2 separate regions of the Zea mays genome follow, and region 1 is linked to region 2. The links are chromatin contacts, called in public Hi-C maps. All regions are on one chromosome and are shown on one strand. Each heading gives the region's core, a stretch centred on a gene start, on an enhancer-like site or on the middle of the called end of the contact. The rest is flanking DNA. Distances are from core to core; before and after follow the strand shown.

What was found. Hi-C and Micro-C count contacts between places; a contact is called where the count stands out from the background.
Region 1: a Hi-C map of ear shows a contact between it and region 2, with 3 times the contacts expected there. The contact joins the promoter of LOC100272243 here to the promoter of LOC100382308 in region 2. A contact is called at or near these places in 6 of 25 Hi-C or Micro-C datasets (bundle sheath, ear, leaf and 2 more).

Annotation. Positions count from the first base shown.
Region 1 is chr8:70,712,256-70,717,674 of Zm-B73-REFERENCE-NAM-5.0, forward strand. It overlaps LOC100272243 (Guanylate-binding family protein), which reads right to left and starts at 1,269. Exons shown (of 14, transcript XM_008656297.4): 1 at 875-1,269. The coding sequence starts at 1,120.
Region 2 is chr8:70,206,835-70,212,814 of Zm-B73-REFERENCE-NAM-5.0, forward strand. LOC100382308 (HSP40/DnaJ peptide-binding protein) reads right to left here and starts at 2,818. Exons shown (of 3, transcript NM_001175057.1): 1 at 2,552-2,818; 2 at 2,004-2,455; 3 at 947-1,661. The coding sequence starts at 2,716. The coding sequence ends at 1,223. It overlaps LOC100274598 (putative DUF1421 domain family protein), which reads left to right. Exons shown (of 3, transcript NM_001148950.1): 3 at 1-180.

The sequences.
Region 1 (5,419 bases), core at 19-2,518, 500 kb after region 2:
CAAATAAGTGAATAACTGTTTAAACAAGTTGAAGCCCGTAGTGATGTTTAACCAAACTTTTGTGTTCCTACTTCCTACACTTTTTTCGCATCCTAGGCACCCACCAGCTTTTGTCAATTATTACTCACGGAGTTCTTTGTTTGGTTTTGCAGAATCCTATGCTTAGCACCACCCAAGCATGGAAATGTAACGTTCATATGATTCCAGAACATAAAAAGGTTCCATGGACTAATTGCACGATGACAACCGGACTAATCCTTAAAAGGAGATAACACACCTACAATCAAAAAGCCAATACTCCTACAGTCAAGAGAAAGCATTCATTTGCTAATAAAAGTGCAATACACCATTCTAATACTGGGATATGTCACAATCCTGTAAGGTGGTCAAATTGTGGTTTAAGTCCATAAACTTCCTTTGAAACACTGATGTTGCTAACAAGAACCACACACCTAATGTATGAACACGTCTTAACCCATAACCATTTCATGAGGAATTAAGCCACACACATTGATACTCCTTAAATTTCAATTCCCTGTCTCTGACTGAAAGTTGCACGCATGTTGAGTTCTATTATCCTAATGCTTCTCGCACTGTCAACTCGCAACATATTTCCGAATTGCGGGCAAAAGCTACAATTCCACCAGTCAATGAGTCAATAAACCCTAGAAGACAAGATTCTACATAAACCCTACAAATCAAGTTGCAAAAATTATCACTTGAACTTTCAAAGGTCCGGCCGAAGCCCCAAACTAAACCAGCGGGTCATCCATCTCAGAAAAACAACGCCGAAACCGTAGCCGCGCACCGCACCGTCGACGCACAGACCCAGGCGTCACCCGAAAAAACCAACTCGCCCCATCGCGCGCCGTACCTGGTTGAGGATGAAGCTCTTGCCCTGGCGCGCGCGGCCGCAGACGGAGACGACCCCGACGGGGCCCTTCACGAGCTGCAGCGCCGCCGCCGCCTCGGGGTCCATCACGAACCTGCCCTTCTCGTCGCAGTACGCCAGGCGCAGCGGCCGCGCGGGACCCGCGACCGCGCCGCCGTCCCCGCTCATGACGGGGGTCGCCTCGCCAGCGCTGGGGCTCCCCCCGCGGAGGCCCAGCATCTGGAACATCGCGAAGTCGCCGCCGACGGCAAGGAGAGGTCCGTGAGCCTGTGTTTTTTCTGCTTTCAAAAAATGGGGAGAGGGAAAGGCGGGTTCAGCAGGGATCGCGAATGCCCTCGTCCCTCCCTCCAAGGTTCAGCAAAAGCAACGAAACGACACGGTCGCTGGCGGAGGTTGAGCCGACGTCGGTTCCCGCCGCTGCGTTGGAACGACGCGACGTGGGCCACGCGGCTGCCCTTAGTGGGCTTCACGCGCTGCGTCTCTGTGCTGCTGAGATGGACTGTTGGGCCTTGATCCGTCCAGAAAGGCTTCCCGTTTCTTTTTCTTTCTTCTTTGAATTCAGCAGGTCGGTGCTGAGCTTGTGACCTGGACTTGTTTTTTTTTCTATTCAAAATATTTTGCCTTTATTTAAATCACGGACCAAGATTTGTGGGACTTGCCGCAAGAATTAAACAAAAATTGTTTGTTTGTAAGTCAGTTTTTTATACTGCTCTTTGATCATCGTGGCTCGTCGTCTGGACAATATTGGGAGTGTCAAATAAAATATACTAGTGGGTTGCCCGTGCGTTGCGACGTCTTACAACAATACCTATGTAAATTATCTACTAAAAAAATTCAAGATTTTTTATTAATTGTCTCTACTCTCCATATAATATTTTTTGATTTGGCTAACTGATATTATTTTTACTTCATCCAATATGTCTTGGTACAACACGACCAATAAAGTGAGCGATTAGAAGAGAGTTCACAACGACTCACTAAACGAACAGAGATTATAAAATAATATAATTCCACCATACAGAGACCAAATAAGAGAAAGTTTGTGGGCTCAAGTTTCTAAAATAAGTCTCATGAACTCAAACTTATAAAAAAGATAGATCAAAATATGGAGTGATTGCTAAAGTCAGGAATCAATAAAAATTGTATGCACTCCATATAAATTATGCTACTTTCTAGCAATTACTAACGTTTAGAACCAACAAATAACCTTTCATTTTACTGTTAGTGTAACAAATCATTGTTGCTCCATCCAATTCAACAACCTCAAACACCATTGAGTTCATTGCGCCAATGTGGTCTCAGAAACGACCTAATGTTTGCAAGAGCCAAGAACGTTGTGTCGTGCTTGTGCTGTAGCCTCGGCCCGTAGTATTGGCCCGGTCCGACACGATTATATTTTTTTATTTTACAAAAAACGTATATACATATATACAATTTATATTTTTATATTAATTATTAAAAATATATAAGCATGATGTTCCACTGGTTAGATAGCTTCACCCAGTGTGTCCCGCCCTTCATTCATCACGGCATTGGTTCAAACCTCACCTCCTACACCGTTTTTTTAACATTTTATGTTGATTTAATCAAATGGGACGACGAGCTAACGAGCTGGCCCGACACAGTCAGCAGGTCGACATGACATGCCTGGCCAGAGTTATGGCCCACAGACGTTTGGCTCGTGCCGGGCCGCCATTTGGCCATCTATAGGCGTGTATCAGGTTAATTTGAAATAGCTACGAGAAGTTATTTGTAAAAAAAATGACGCGGAATGACCGTTAAAACTGATGCTTTAAGTATAGTATAGATATAGATTAATAAAGTGCTCATATATTACTATGATTTTTATTTTTTAATTATAAAATATAAAGCATAAGCACATATACATTTGTTGGCTAGGTACGTATGAATATATATATTTTAAAATCAATAATCATGGTTTGAGTCTCTATTTATACATAATTATGTGAAAAGATTATGGAAATCGTAGAATTAGAAAATATAGTAGCTTTAATATATAGAGAATATAAAAAAGTGAAGAAAAGAGATTGAATTAGAAAAGGTAACTTTTGTCTTCGATAAGTTGCCTCCCTCTAGATAAGTGGGGTTTGTCACTTTTTAAATGAAAAAATCTGGTAAAATGTGTCTAAGTTTCTAGACACTTCTAAAAAATATTCGAGATATGTAGAGATACTAGCAATCAAAATTAAATATTCCAAATCAATAAGTGTACCTAAAAACTTGTAAAAAGTAGATTTAGCACCTAATTTGTTTGAACCAGGCCGCTCGTCTACCTAATAAAGCTAATGCCTCTATCATTTTATTATAAATTAATACCCTTAATTTTGCCACATTCCTCATTTTTACCATTACTCGTATTTTTTTCAGTTTTGTCCTTCTCCTCTATAGTTGTCACACCCGGATTTAAGGGATAAAGCCGGGTGCATCTCATATGTGCGCCAAGAAAGAACAACACACATATAATAACAGAGTGCATAGAGATAAATGTCATAAATATCATGAATGTACTTATTATATAGCAGAAGTCTTACAAAATAAATGATAAATATAAAACGAACTAAATCTTATTTCTCTAACACCACAAAGCTAACTGGGAGACGCCACCTAGATTAAGTCGAACTCGTCGCTGGGCGGCTCCTCTTGAACCACCTGTTCTTCTTCTGTGGGGGTGAGCAAGGGTGAGCTCACATACGTTCATAGCTCAACAAGTTGTGGGGAATAATGTGCTTGAACTCACCAAAGGTGGGAGTTCAAGTGAAGTGTAAGGCTGATCAACAAAATAAAGGTTGAAGCTGAGCATTGCTTTTATAAGTTGGTCAAGATTTTATTAGCAGTTACTAAATGTAAGTGAATACCAAACCTTAGTAATAATAAATGAAAGTAATAATAAAATAATCTCAATTCGATGCAAATGACAAATTGAGTTTTAATTTCATAGATTAATCATGTGAGGGTTCGAGCCGCTCATGACCGTGAGCACGGCTAGTATACCAGTTTTACACTCTACAGAGGTTGCACATCTTTACCCATAAGTCATGCTACCCATCTGCCAAGAGACGGCCAATCTCATACACCTCTACCGAGGAGTCGAGGCAGGGTAACACTACGAGGCCTTTACAAAGTTCCACTAGCTTCAGAAAACCAGCTACAGTTATAGAAAGCTCTAGTGCAGTGATCCCTCGCCTGACCGCCATCACAGCAAAATCAACCCAAAGACCTCCCTACACTGACCACTTCCCTACTGCCCTTGCCCCTATCGGGTAAGGTAGTCATCCACTAGCTTTCCTAGTTAATCAGCCAAAGGCATCCCATACTATCCTTGTGGTAGCACTGTTTTCCCGGGTGGTCGCTCCATGTTCCCATTAACATAATGATCTTAACATGAACAGTATTAATAAACAGATAATAAAAGTGTAATCATGAATAATGTATCTTCATACCCAAAATCACATAAAGCAATAACAAGTACTATCCAAAAATATTCAGTGGTAAAACAAGGTATAAATATAGCCAAAACTGGGGTAACCTATTGGATCCCATCAAAATTAACCTATGCAGATCATTATGATTAATAAGAACATGACTGTGTAAAAAGAAGTGATCAAGGACACAACTTGCCTTCAATGAGCTCCTGCTCAGCAACTTCTATCGGCTGAACCTCAGGATCCACAGTAGCTTGCTCGTCTACTCGCATGAATACAAACATACATAGTTGTCGGGGACCATAATTAGGGGTACCCCCAAGACTCCTAATCTCAGCTGGTAACCCCCATCAGCACAAAGCTGCAAAGGCCTGATGGGCGCGATTCCGGTCAAGGCTCCATCCACTCAAGGGACACGATCTCGTCTCGCCCGAGCCCAGCATCGGGCAGGAACAGTAGACCAAGGGAGATTCACGCCTCGCCCGAGGGTCTCCTCAAACAACGGACGCACCTTTGACTCGCCCGAGGCCCGGCTCGGGCAGGCTTCGCGGAGAAGCAACCTTGGCCAGATCGCCACGCCAACCGACCGTATCGCAAGAGCATTCAATGCAAGGATCGCCTGACACCTTATCCTAGCGCACGCTCTTCAGTCGACAAGGCCGCAGTGACCGCAGTCACTTCGCCGCTCCACTGACTGACCTGACAGGAAAACAGCGCTGCCTGCCCTGCTCCAACTGATGTGCCACTCGCCAGAGTGAGGCCGACAGCAGCTAAGTCCAGCCTCGGGCGCCATAGGAAGCTCTGCCTCGCCCGACTCCAGGGCTCGGTCCCCGTCACGGCCTCGGAAGACGGTCTCCGCCTCGCCCGACCCTAGGGCTCGGACTCAGCCTCGACCCCGGAAGACGGTCTCCGCCTCGCCCGACCCCAGGGCTCGGACTCAGCCTCGACTCCGGAAGACGGTCTCCGCCTCGCCCGACCCTAGGGCTCGGACTCAACCTCGATGCCGGACGACGGTCTCCGCCTCGCCCGACCCTAGGGCTCGGACTCAGCCTCGACCTCGGATGACGGTCTCCGCCTCGCCTGA
Region 2 (5,980 bases), core at 1,568-4,067:
TGCATATCCACCAGCTTATTTTTACCAGTTGGAGGATCGAGATGAAATAAGTCTGTTTAGATTAGTTAAAGTGATCCTGGCATATGTCCTGCCTTTTAATGGACACATGCTTGTAATTTTCTCGTGGACTTGCACACGCATGATTGGAATATAAAACGATACGATAATTTGTTGGTTGCTACTACTTTCTTGCTTGGTCAACTGCTCAGACGCCTGTAGACGGCTCCCTTTGGAATGTCGGAAAGTTTCCTGTAAAAATGAACTGATTCCGGTGAAATCTATATGTTCCAAATGGGACCTGAATTTTCACATAAATTACTCATATAGGATAATCTGAGCTGTGAGAAAAAGATGGATGTGCGGATGTTATTATGAGTCAACATTTTTGGGATGGTGAGATCTCTCGGGTTCCAGCAGTTCCTTGGTCCAAGCGCAGCACAGCTGCATAAACCTTCAGATCAAGGTGATGGCGGTCTGGCGCACATGAACGAACGATGTTCAAATCCACCAGTGTAGTCTAACAGTGCACGATCACCTGCAGGACAGTGTTTTACACGATGATCTGCAAGAGCAAGAGAACCTAAGATCCGGTCTAGATTTTCTTTTCAGTATAGCTTTTCATAAGTTATAAAAATATAATTCTAAATATAACTCGTTTAAAACTAATTATACATTTATTAAGTAACTAATTGCACGTTCATGAAGTAACATATGAAGTAACGAACGAAGTAACGTATGAATGTAAACTGTATGAATGTAGTTTACATTATCATTTAAATAAATGTGGAAATAAACTATATTCATTATTATTTGAATGTGGAAATAAAAACAGTGACCTCGAAAGAAGTATATTTTAGGGGAAGGAGAGTTTTTTTTTATGGAGGGAGTACAATTGCTATTGCAATAACTATTTCTCACACTAAATACAAAGAACGTACGTGTATGTGCTCAATAATTATTCCATCCGACCTTTGCAAGGCTGGAACGACATGGACCGGTGAACAGACAAGCACCACCCGTCTGGAAGATTGCACAAGGAATCCTATGCTGTGCATCTCAAGGTCTCAACCATATACCACCACTAGCTTGTTCTGTACTCAGCGCTCGGTGGCCTGCCTCCTCGTCGTCGTCGTCACGGACGCTGCAAATGGCAGCATCCCCCAGTTCAAGATCAACCAACACGAAAATGTCTGACACACAGCACACCAGAACACGAGGCGCTCTACTGCCCGAGCAGCCTCTTGACGCCGGACTTCTGGTCCGCCGAGAGCCTCGCCGGGAACTTGATGTCGAACTTTATCCGGAGGTTGCCCTTCCTGGACGGGTCCTTGGGGACGGGCATGCCCTCGCCGCGCACCACCTCCTCGTACCCCGGGTGGATCACGGAGCTGATGGGCACCGTCAGGATGCGCCCGTCCAACGTCGCCAGGCGCGCGGTGTGCCCCGTCAGAGCCTCCGCCAGCGGGACCTTCTGGGTCACCACCAGGTCGTTGCCGTCGCGGGTGAACACCGGGTGCGGCTTCTCGTCGATGATGAAGACGAGGTCCGCCGGGATCGTGTGGGGCGTCTCATTGCCCTTCTCCGGGAACGTGATCTTGGTGCCCTTCTTCCACCCGGGCTTCACGTCGATCGTTAGGATCTCTTCCACTGGCATCGTCTTCCTGCACACACACAGGGTAGCAGTGGTCAGTACACAAGCTGCAAATGGAGCTCAGCTCTCTTTTTTTAATGGGTTCTGGAGCTAGCTCACGAGCCAAACAAGTTGGCGCACCCAAATGGCCAAATACAAATAATTTAATTCAACCGAGTGAGCTACACATTGATGCAAGTTCAGCTTGAATTCAACAGCAGAAATTAACCAAGCATAAATCTGGCAGGGATCACTTCATCCAGTTAGCTCAAGCAATTTTAAGGCGTCGCCGGTTCAATTTCAAATACTATTAACTAAGAACAGTAAATAAACGATGCTGGGACCGAGATGAGAAGAGAGAGCAGGCACTTACCCACTGGCGTCAGCAATTTCCCTGGAAATCTTCATCTTCTTGGTGGTGCCCTTGTACAGCTCCTCCAGGCTGCACGGCAGCTTCCGCTCGATGGCCGGCGCCTTCACGGCACGTCCGCCGGTGTGCATGCCGTGCCCGTCCGGGCCGCCGCCGCCGAACGCAGAGCCGAACATATCGTCCCCGAAAATGGACGAGGAGAACCTCGACCCGCCGGCCCGCATGCCGGGCATCCCACTCCCGCCCATGCCGCCGAAGGGGCTGGAGCCGCCGAAGAACTCGGCGAAGATGTCATCCGCGTTGCGCGGGTTAAACCGGAACACCGTCGGCCCGTCGCCGCCGGTGGAGAAGAAGGTTGAGCCCGCCCCGCCGGCGCCCGGCGGCGGCACCTGCCCCTTGAGCCCCTCCTCGCCGTACTGGTCGTACACCGCGCGCTTCTGCGGGTCGCTGAGGACCTGCACGGCGACAACATAGAGCAAGAGCGGGTCACGACATTCGCTCGATTGGGCAGTGAGTCCGGCATGGATTTCTCCGGACGCACGCACACTTACATCGTATGCCTCCGAGATCTGCTTGAACTTGTTCTCGGCCTCCTTCTTGTTATTGGGGTTCTTGTCGGGGTGCCACTTCATGGCGAGCTTGCGGTAGGCCTTCTTGAGGTCGTCGTCGGTGGCGCCCTTGTCGACGCCCAGGATCTTGTAGTAGTCAAGCCCCATGGCTGCTGCTTTGCTTGCTTCCTTCCTTCCTTCCTTCGCGCTTCGCCGCTTTGGTTGGCGTGCCCGCGCTCGTTTGGGCGTTTTCACTGTCCTTGCGAGTTGCGACTCGGTGAGGTTTGTTTGGTACGGGGGAGGAGACGGGAGGAGACAAAAGGGGAAGTGAGAAGCGTCTGGATAGAGGAGGCCTGGAGGCGACGAGCCCGGTCTGGCGACGAGTGCGGAAGCTTCTGGAAGGGGCAGGAGCTCCCACGACTCTTCAAGTGACGTGAGACGGATGTGCACACTGCACAGACAGCTTCGGCGCCGTTTGGATCCAATGGGATACTGAAAATCCAGTTCAAAATATCTCATACAGATTCAATAGATTTTAACTGCTACAGTAGTACTACTAGTGTATGGCGCCCGCCCATGCCTGGGTATCGATCCGTTTAGCAGCATAGTATAATGTATAATGATTGTATATATGTTTGAGAGTAAATAAACATATAAGAGCAAAGCAAAGGAAACCAGGTTCCAGTGTTTGAAGTAGTTGTAAGATAAAAGGGTGTATTATAAGTTGTAACAATATTATATTGTTTCAAGCAAGTTGTACATATACATACACATTTCATAATATAAGAGATAGTTCAGTAAACTATTTATAGTTTTGAACATATGGTTTTTCTCACATTTTATGACACATTTTTTCAGTGCAAACATATAGAAGGGAAACATCGATGAGTTTAACATTTTATCTGCATATATGTCCATTTATAGTTTTGAAGAAAATGAACATATATTATAGGCAGAACATACTTCAATTGCAAGTGGTTGCACATGTATACTTAGGTCATAAAGGTATACCTTTTGCTAGATCTGAACATTAAAAATCAATGTTAATCACTTTTAAGTATGCAACATACCTTAACATAACTATGCTTCTGTAAATCAATAAATACTTCACATGAATCCTCGCAGTTTATAGTATAAAACACAATGTGTTTGCTGCTCTTTCGGCAGTTTTCATTAATAAACAACTGAAAAAAGCATCATGAGCATGAAAACTTTCTGTAGAGTTACTGAAGTGACATATTAAAAAGTATAACTATTTCTAGAGAAGAATATGCAACTTCATTTTAAGAGATGCAATGCTAAGTATAACAATGTCAAACTTGTCAAGAAATTCTCCATCAATTAATCATGGATCACCTGAAGAAAACAACAAATCAAGATACTCAGAAGTATCAAAACAGTTAGGAATCCTTAGCAATATAATAATATGGTAACAACTTATATTATTGTACCTAAGCTTGTAGAATTCTGGAGCAACTGCGCAACTTATTAGTTAGTACTAAGAAAACATCATGTAGTCACTTAAGGTTTTTGTTCTTAGAAAAAAATTATTAACAACCACCATGAGTATTAAATGCACATTAACGTAGAATATCCCCTTAGTATAAGAAAGTAGGATCACGACAATTCAAGAATGGGAGGAAGAAAATCCTTCTTACCTGAGATTGAGTAGCCTAGATTTGATCCCGCTCTTTGTGTGAGGATATGTAAAACACATATGTAGTATGTGTGGTAATAAATTATGTTTTTGTGTATACAAATTACCATGTATGGACATAAAAACGTTGTTAAATAGAATATGGCTGCTGACTTGTACAATCATTTATTTATGCAGTTAAGGGGCATGTTTAAATACTATGTTGTATATTTTCTTGAAAAAAAAGTTGGGGTAAAAAACTGACTACAGTTTGTTTATCGGATAAACTATATTGTTTCAATGGAAATTAAAAGATGAAAAGAACAACACTGCATTGTCTTCAATGGAAAAGGCATATCTGTGTTCAGTAGAACTCGTAGTTTTTGGTGATGGGTTTGTACGATCCCAAATAGCGAATGAACATATAAAATTAATAAGTAAATAAGTCAGATTTCAAGTAAAGTTAACAATGTATCGAGAAAAAGTAAGATGGTTTGTGCTTCATTATTTCACTGATTTAATTTACTGCCCTTAAAAATAGGGTTTTTAATTAATTACAGTGAACTATGTGACTCCCTTGGAACGGTATTTGTATTGACCAAGGATGATGATAATGATGATGGCAGAAATGCAAAATCACAGGACCATTAGCAGCTGAACCTCATACACCTACAATTTGAACAAAAAACAAACAAAAGAATAACCGTAAATAAGGTGTAATGCAAAATGTACATTCTGTAAGTAATGTACAACTATTAATGCCCCTGCAAATCAAATATAGATAAGGAGTATAACATCGAGATCATGTACCTCTTCTATTATGGCTGCAATGTCTCAGTGATGTAGCCTACTTTAGAAGTGATTAGAGACCTCCTCTTGCCTGCACATTACACACCAAGTCATGATAAAGGTTAGGATTAAATAATTGTCCTAAAACCATAGTGTCAAACCATCAAGATTCACATCATTATAAAAAAAATAGAATTTACTATGTCCCGTAGAATTGGAACTAAGCTTATATCCAAATCACCTCGAGCTTTCATCGGAATCAGGACGTCTTTCAAGACTCGTATGAGCTGCAATGTCTCACTGATGTAGCCTGCGTTAAAAAAGATTAGAGACTTGCTCTTGCCTGTATAGTACACACCATATCATGAAAAATGTTAGAATAAAATGATTGTTCTAATATCATATTGTCAAAACATTAAGATTCACATCATTATAAGAAAAATGGGAATTACTATGTTGCCTAGAACTGGAACTAAGCCAATACCTAAATTACCTCGAGCCTTAATCCCAATTAGGACGTCTTCCAGGAGTCAGATCATCTAAACATCACATAGGCTATAGATACCGCAATAAACAAATTCACGGAACTAAAAATTGCAACAGAGTCCACCTAGAGGATATTCATACTCCTGAAGAACATGAGAACAAATTCGATGTGTAAACCTTTTGTGACTTCTTCTCTGCCATGTGGAAGGGGCACCGACTTGCTCTCACCGGTGAACTGGTTCACACACATATGCATGGATTAATTGTTTTCATGGTGGCAGACGTAATTTCAAGCCCCTCCCCCTCCACGACGTCTTTAGATCACGAAGCGAGCAAATGGGCGTGGAGCAGGTCGATATCCTCAAACCATTCCAACTACTTGAACCTAAGCATGGGTTTGTATACCATGCGACGATGAATCTTCAAGCATTGCAATAAAGGAGTACTATAAACAGAACAGAAATAATAACCTACATGTAAATGGGGTAACTTGTTACCAAATTTTAGGGCAGGAACAGTAA